Linked DNA regions of Danio rerio: region 2 is linked to region 1. Evidence: chromatin contacts called from public Hi-C data. All regions are on one chromosome and are shown on one strand. Each heading gives the region's core, a stretch centred on a gene start, on an enhancer-like site or on the middle of the called end of the contact. The rest is flanking DNA. Distances are from core to core; before and after follow the strand shown. Region 1 holds the start of echs1 (enoyl CoA hydratase, short chain, 1, mitochondrial). Region 2 holds the start of erlin1 (ER lipid raft associated 1).

Region 1 (3,968 bases), core at 651-3,150:
CCACCTCTTTCATCTTGGAAGGGCGTCCATCAATGCATCTGTCCATCTTGTTTTTTAAAAGAAATTCCTGACTATCAATTTCCAGTTGTTGCTGAGATGTGTGATTCCCTTTTTCTCCATGTGGTCCATTCCAATCTGTAAAATACAATAGAAAGATATCAAGTCCTTCATTTATCTTAATACCACTCTTTTGAAGTTTTATCTATCATTGTCTCCAGTCTGATTCTGTTCTGATACTAACAAATAATATTTCGCAGCTTTAAGTAAATACTCTACAAGAGGACAATATATAAACTTAGAATAGATTAATGCATTACAATAATTAGTAACACTGTCAATAGAACAAATGACAATGAAAATCTGCAAATGTTGAACAGGCAGACAGCATAAACTACATTTTTAAAATTTATTTACATATATTTTTTCAAAATCAAATAAATATATTGAAAATAAATATAAAATTCAACAATACAGCAATCTCCAATTCCAACCAACATTCATTACAATCTACAGTCTAACCGAAAAAATATGTGGAAAAACTAATAAAATATTCTGAAACGATATGACAGAGAGAAATACTAAAATATTTAGTGTCCTGCACCAAAAGCACATCGAAACAACCAAATATAATAACCTAAATTACATTTTAGAAAGATCTTTACATACCGTCCAATGTCAGCGATGGCCAGAAACTTAATGCAGGTCACACCAGTTTCTCAACGTCATCGACGGTTTTTCGAACACATTCTTTTTTAGAACGCCACTGAATATGGTAACCACAGCAACGCCAATACGCCGCCTTATTCAATTATCTTAAAGGTGCAGTGCGCAATTTTCGTGAAGCACTGTAGAATATAATAATAATACTAATAATTTTAAGTATGTGGGTCCCTGTAACACTATCTTTTGATTATATTATCTTTTGAGTAAATAATAGCAACTTTAATTCTTAGTTTGATTAACTTTTGTATGTTTATATTCTATTTTATGCATGTGTGTCTTATTTTTCAGACATATATAATCTGTATCTAACATGTATGTAATCTCTGAAAAATATATAGTTCAGTTAAGGCCACCAGAGAGCAATGTAGTCTCAACTTTAGTGTCTCAAAATATAGGCTAAATCATATATATGTAATAAATAGCTAGACGCCTCGTGGTCTGCTTCGGTGTTGCTCTGATACGTCAACGCGGCCGCCATCTTTAATCTGGTCATCAGTGCGCTATAAACAGACACAACTGAACGGGGAAGCTGCTGTTTTCTCGGATATAAAATAACGCTTATATTTATTAACTGATTATAGTTTTATAGTGTGAAAAAACTTCAGTTACCTATAAGTAAGAAAGCTGAAACTTGCAATGTATATTTTAATGTATAAAGAGAGCTGTATTTTAAATAAATGTATCTATAGTATCCCCTTTACCAAAAATAGTTTTATAACAGTTGACAGAAAGAACCCCACATTATTATAATAGTGCAAATTCTTTACAATATAATGTAAAATAAAATAATATATATTTATCTGAAAATATTAATTAATAAAAACAAATAGAATATGAAATAGTATGTGTGTGCTTTAATAATAACTATAATTCAATAACAAGTAACAATACTAATAGACCATTGCATACACCATTGGCTAAAATGAACGCATAAAAGGTCATTTATGTCATTGGCAGTGACTGTTTTGCAGGTTTGGGTGTGGATAGTTGTGAAAATACAAAGTTAATACGATTAAATAATTACTCGCCTCGTTCTAGCAGCTTGATTAGAACTGTAAGCGGTTGTCAGAAAGGAGGGATTTTGTTACACTACCTGGCATCCTGACTATGCCGACGTCACTGTTGACAGCCAACCAGCGCGACTTCAGCAGCGCTACCCTTGACCCTGTACACAACCATGGCGCTGCTCTGCAGATCAACAGGGTTACTTCTCAAACACAGCAAACTGCTGCCCTCTGCTTTAGCAGCGACAAGGCAATCCAGTTCAGGTAATTTAATCATGTGTAGATAAAAATTATCGCTTCGTTTTCAGGATCTGGAGTTTTGTTGTGAATGGAAACTTGCGTCATTTGTCTGCTCTGGTTTTTTGTTACGTTACTGCTGAATGTGTTTGAGAGTATTATTGAGGTAAAGTTGGTCTTACTTTCACACATTTAGACTTTCTTCTTTTATAATATAATTTCAGAAAAGTATTCAATTCTAAGTTGTGAAATAATATAAGCAGCCACTGACTATCAAAGTACACCACTGTTCACAGTCAATCAAATAGTGCTAATGTTTTGAAGTCATACTTGCATGTTAATTTAGTCAGAATATTCAAAATACTGTGGTAAACAACATATAAGGAGCTGTCACTGAACGAATGTGCGAATATGAAACCAAATGTACCTCAATGTTGAGAGTTATAAGGAACAATTAGCTTTATATGAAGAAATAAAATTAGTGTCAGAGTCAGACTCTGAACAGTTTTCACTCAGGAGCGATAATAAATTGTAACAACCAATGCAAATAGATGGAGAGTTTACTTAAAATTTGAAGAACGCTCATAATCTTTGATCAACATAAATAAAAAAGGCATTTTGCATTGTAGTAGCTTCATGTATGCTTCTGTTTCATTTGAAACACTTATTTCAAACTTAAATTTGAAATTATAGAGATATATGTATACTCTTAATGCAGGGGTCACCAACATTTTATAAACTGAGAGCTACTTCTTGGGTATCGTTTAATGTGAAGGGCTACCAGTTTGATACACACTTCCTAATAACAAATTTGCTCAATTTACTTTTAATTATATGTTATTAATAATCATGTTAATGATTTATCACAATAGTTGTCAACAATGATTGGAAACAGATAAATATCAATCAATGCAAGTGTGATTTAAAAAGAATAGCTACAAAAAGTATTAGATGCAGCTTACTGGTATGTGGTGCTATGGTAAGCTAATTTTATAACAGGCCCACGGGCAACTCATGTGATCCTCAGGGGCACCATGTTGGTGACCCCTGTCTTAATGAGATTATTAGGGATATCTCCAGAATTAAAAGCTGAGTCAGCAATGCTGAGATCATGTATTTTTTATAATCATTTATTAAAAATCATATGGAGCCAGTGTGAGTTACTTTGACCCTTACCTTCATGTCTTTTGCAGGTGTCCAGTATGAGTACATTCTGGTGGACAAAAAGGGTGAAAAGAAGAATGTTGGCTTCATCCAGCTGAACAGACCAAAGGCCCTGAATGCTCTTTGTGATGGACTCATGCTGGAGGTGGGCAAAGCGCTCGATGCATTTGAGATGGACAGTGAAGTGGGAGCAATCGTCGTCACCGGGAGTGAAAAAGCCTTTGCAGGTGTGAAACTGTAGGTGAAGGCAGTTGTGTTGTATTGAACTGATTTGAAACTGTTGTTGTGTGTTTTATCTGCTTTGATAGCTGGTGCTGACATTAAAGAGATGCAGAATCGAACCTTCCAAGAGTGTTATGGTGGAAACTTCTTGGCACATTGGAACAGGGTATCAACAGTCAAGAAGCCTGTTATTGCTGCGGTCAATGGGTTTGCGGTGGGTAAATGTTTTTAATGCATTCACCTAAAAGACTTTTAACATTAATTTACATTTAGGCATAAACATAATGTCTTCTCCAGCTTGGCGGAGGATGTGAGTTTGCTATGATGTGTGACATCATCTATGCTGGAGAGAAGGCACAGTTCGGACAGCCAGAAATCCTGCTTGGGACCATTCCTGGTACAATAAAGCATCCTTTCATGATTTTTCAGATTTACAAATGACAAAGAAATATAAATGCAATACTTACAGATCACAACATTTCATCTTTGTATTGTTCCAGGTGCTGGTGGCACTCAGAGGCTTACAAGAGCAGTTGGAAAATCCCTTGCGATGGAGATGGTTCTCACTGGAGACCGAATCTCAGCCCAGGAGGCAAAACAGTCTGGTTTGTCTTTTAA
Region 2 (3,968 bases), core at 939-3,438, 140 kb after region 1:
ATATTCAAAATGCACACATTTTGAATTATTTGGGCACAAGGGGTGTCTTTATAAACCACCTTACCCATGTCATTTTACAATTTGGTGTCTTCATAATCCAGCACACGCATATACACACTACACACATACACGAAAACACGTCAAAATATTATGTCCCCACATTGATCCGAACAAAAAAAAAAAAAACTAGTAAGACATTTTCAGAAGTGGACCCTGCATCTAATCGGTGTGAGCTAGAACCGGCATCCCTGGCTCATGTTCTGGAGCTGCCCAAAATTATCATCTAACTGGGAAAATATTTTTCTAACAATCTCAAAAATAGGTCAAAATCCAATAGATCCAGATCCCTGTATCGCAGTTCTAGAAATTTCTGATTTCTAGATAGCTAAAAACAAGACAGAACAAAATAGTTCCATTTGTCTGTCTACTAGCAAGGTCAATATCATTAAACTGGAAACAGAAAGCTGCTTTACATATATACATCTAATGACGGTTGTAATGAAATAACATTTGTAACTGGAGAAAATCAGACTCTCCTTAAAAAGAAAGAAGACTAATTCTATAAAATCTGGCAACTTTATTTTAAATACATAATTTTTGCAAGAAATAGTTCATTTGAAGAGGATTAGAGTAATTTACATAAAAACAGAACATTATTGTTTTTTTTTGTAATATTTATTTATTAATATTTTTCCTATTCAATTTTAGTTTCCTTTTTTGTAAAAATAGTTTTATTTTGTTATTATTGTATTAATCTTTTATCAGGATATTTCTGTAAGTATTGTTTGTATATTGCAGGTTTTATTGTCACTTATTGTGAGAATGTTTGTTGGATCAAAATTGTAAGTCGCTGTTTGAATTTCTAAAAAAAATAAAATAAAATAAAAAAAATGTTCCACATGGAAAAAATGTCAGCCGAACAGGTTTTGAGACAATATGAGGTTGAGTAAATGACAGAATGTTCATTTTTAGGTACGCTATGATTTCAGTGAAAAGCACACAATATTGTCTTTAGCCTTTTATAAGTGTTTTACAAATTAATAACATCGGCAGAAAAAAAATATCAATGCATCTGCAATCCAACTTCCTCAAACTCACCTGTAATACACAGCTAAATGTCCTTCCTCGATCTTGTGTATGGAAGAATGAAGCAGAATGGCCATTAGACCGGCCATAGCAGCAACAACTGCCCCAACATGTGCCATTATCCCTCAGTCTGCACTCACCTGCACGGAGACAAAGGGGAATGTTAAGCTGATCCTCTGGATATGGATAAACAATCAATTTAGGTGACAAAAGATCAGCTTATAACACAAACTAGTGCCCTGATTGCAAACATATAATCAGATCAGCCTGTGCTGCATAACCTCCATCCACACACAAATAAATAATCTCTAGGCAAACCGAGATAACAGGTTTTCAAAGTCCAACAGACCCACCCACAGCCCCCACACACGGAAGTTATACGAAAATGCAAATGCACAATACAAACATATGCAAATAACTGCATTCTTATGGCAACAGGGTGCATGCATTAGTGAAAGCTACACAAGACACACACTGCTATTTTAGGGAAACGACAGACTGTCAGCGAGCAGGCGGTTTGGCTGTGCTTTAACACCCAGTAAGCCTTCTACATAGGCAGCAAGTGAAGAAGTGCAGCTTTTTATTTTAAGACGCCTATTAAGCTTTCTTAGTAGCCTATTAAAACACAGCCTGCCCATTCCCTGTCCAGGCTATGTAGGCTAGCTCTTACTTCCTCAAAATGAAATCATGACTCGCCTGTATTACTGTACATTACACTGCAAATTCTGACATGAGTGAGATTAATCTGTAAGAAGACTGGTACATTAATCTAGTCACGTAATCCACACATTGTAGACGCCACAGCACCACGCACACACGACTCAATTCACGCTAACCAACGCCCGCGGCTCGCTAACTAGGCTAATTATATGAAATGCAAAGCAAACCTTGTGGCAAAACGAGCTTCTGTCAAGTTAAACGACATATACGAGGAGCTAGCAGCAGCCGCAGGAAGCATTTACAGACCATTCGTTCAGTTGACGGACAACGCCGTCCCTTCACTTTTGCAAGACATTACTTTTTACTCACGACGCTGTGCCCAACATTGTAGGTTGGAAGGTTCCCACTGAAACGCTTTGTGAATCCGATACAGATTCCCTTTCAAAATCTGCCCAAACAACCTTTCAAAATAAAAGTCGCCATCTGGGATAAAACGAAAAACATAGAAACAAACAAACAAAAAAGTAATGATAATATTGATGATGATGATTATTATTATTTATAGTAGAAGTAGTACTGGTAGTAGTAGTAGTACTACTACTGAAATGGCTGTTATTTTTATTACCTAGTAACAATAAAAGATTATTACAATAGCCTATTTATTATATAAATTATATGGGTATTTTTAATCCACGGACAGTAAAAATAATCAGTAATAATTTTAATAGCGAAAGCTTGAATCTATAAACTCTGTAGTCAAGTTATACAATATAATTTATATTATATTTCGTTAATCATTATAATTTTTAAAACATATAATATATATATTAGTAGTTTAATAATAATAATAATAATAATAATAATAATAATAATAATAATAATAATAATGTGTTAAAAGCTATGGTTAAAAGTCTAACGTTATGTGGTGTTGGTTGCTAAGGAAACGGACGCAAGCACAGATGGTGGCTGAAATGGATGTGCTGCGAAACTTCGAAGTTCAGTGAGTTACAGTCCATTGATTAAAAAGCGTGGATAATCTTTGATTAATTTACGTAACTGTTAAATAAATTGTAGCTTGTGAAGGTATCCAGTCTGTAAAACAGGATTATCTATGCTAACGCTCTACCTAGCACTAATGGTAAAATGCGTCTTCAACGTGCTAACTTTAATCCAATCTCAAAATATGTTACAAATATTGTAGTATTCGTTGCAAGGGCAATATGGCATACAAAAATACAGAAATGCTGTTTTAATGTTGATTATTATCTTCAAGATGGGTGCAAGGATTCACCAATGGCACATTTAGGTTTGTCGACAAGAAAACAGTTTGCTACACCTGCGGAAACTTCATCGTTTTCCTCAATGTGGAAACTAAAGAGAGGAAGACGCTGCAGAGTCCCGGCTCTGGTATTGGAGCATTTACAGCCAGTGGGCAACGTAGGTGTATTGCTTTCTCTGATCTCGGACTCAAGCCTTCCATCTTTATCTACAAATATCCAGAGCTTGAGCTGACAAGTGAACTAAAAGGTCAGTCAATGCTTAGTTACAGCTTTAGCACAGGGGTTGTCAAACTGGGGTCCAGGGCAGGGACACTTGGGAGGAGCAGATGTGTGTACTGGGGGTTAGTGGAAAAGTTTTGAGAAACACTGTAAAAAAAAAAGTAATTATTACAGATTAAAGTAACTAAATCAATTTAAAATTAAGGCACTACCCAACGAATGTAGTTTATTAAAAACATAAAAATACATAAATATTTAGGACATTTAGCATTTATGATATACATTTTTCACAAGTATGAATTGTGTCATTATACAGGAAACTATATCAAAGTGTGTTACATTTTAGCTGGTCATAGTGGTCATATCTGGGAGTCTGTGTTGTCCAATCTGTTTTGGTACAAAGTTTTTATACAGTCTATGGTACAAACTCATACCGTTTTTTTTTAGGCACAACTAAACTGGGCTATACGGCTTTGGCACTTTGTGATACTGGTCCTTATTTAGTTAGTGCATCACCCATGCCTGATCACATCATTACGTTATGGTAAAATACATGTTTCACTTGCAATTTTATTTAATAAATAATAGCTTTTTATTTTTATGTATTTATTTTTGTTTTATATTACTAACTAATACCCACTTTTTAGGAACTGGGAGAGTGGCCTTCCACTTTGTAGCCATTCTCTTTTGGATGAGGACATCTCAGCACTGGTTTTTAACCCC

What was found. A called contact is a pair of places that touch in the nucleus more often than the background predicts.
Region 2: a Hi-C map of hematopoietic stem cells shows a contact between it and region 1, with 2.9 times the contacts expected there. The contact joins the promoter of erlin1 here to the promoter of echs1 in region 1. A contact is called at or near these places in 3 of 18 Hi-C or Micro-C datasets (caudal fin, hematopoietic stem cells and an unstated tissue).

The regions. Positions count from the first base shown.
Region 1 is chr13:27,793,287-27,797,254 of GRCz12tu, forward strand. It overlaps echs1 (enoyl CoA hydratase, short chain, 1, mitochondrial), which reads left to right and starts at 1,901. Exons shown (of 8, transcript NM_001004529.2): 1 at 1,901-1,991; 2 at 3,158-3,355; 3 at 3,437-3,564; 4 at 3,648-3,747; 5 at 3,851-3,955. The coding sequence starts at 1,901.
Region 2 is chr13:27,931,302-27,935,269 of GRCz12tu, forward strand. It overlaps erlin1 (ER lipid raft associated 1), which reads right to left and starts at 2,189. Exons shown (of 12, transcript NM_001014303.1): 1 at 2,105-2,189; 2 at 1,099-1,226. The coding sequence starts at 1,205. cfap43 (cilia and flagella associated protein 43) reads left to right here and starts at 2,681. Exons shown (of 38, transcript XM_692047.6): 1 at 2,681-2,746; 2 at 3,020-3,273; 3 at 3,693-3,789; 4 at 3,893-3,968. The coding sequence starts at 2,706.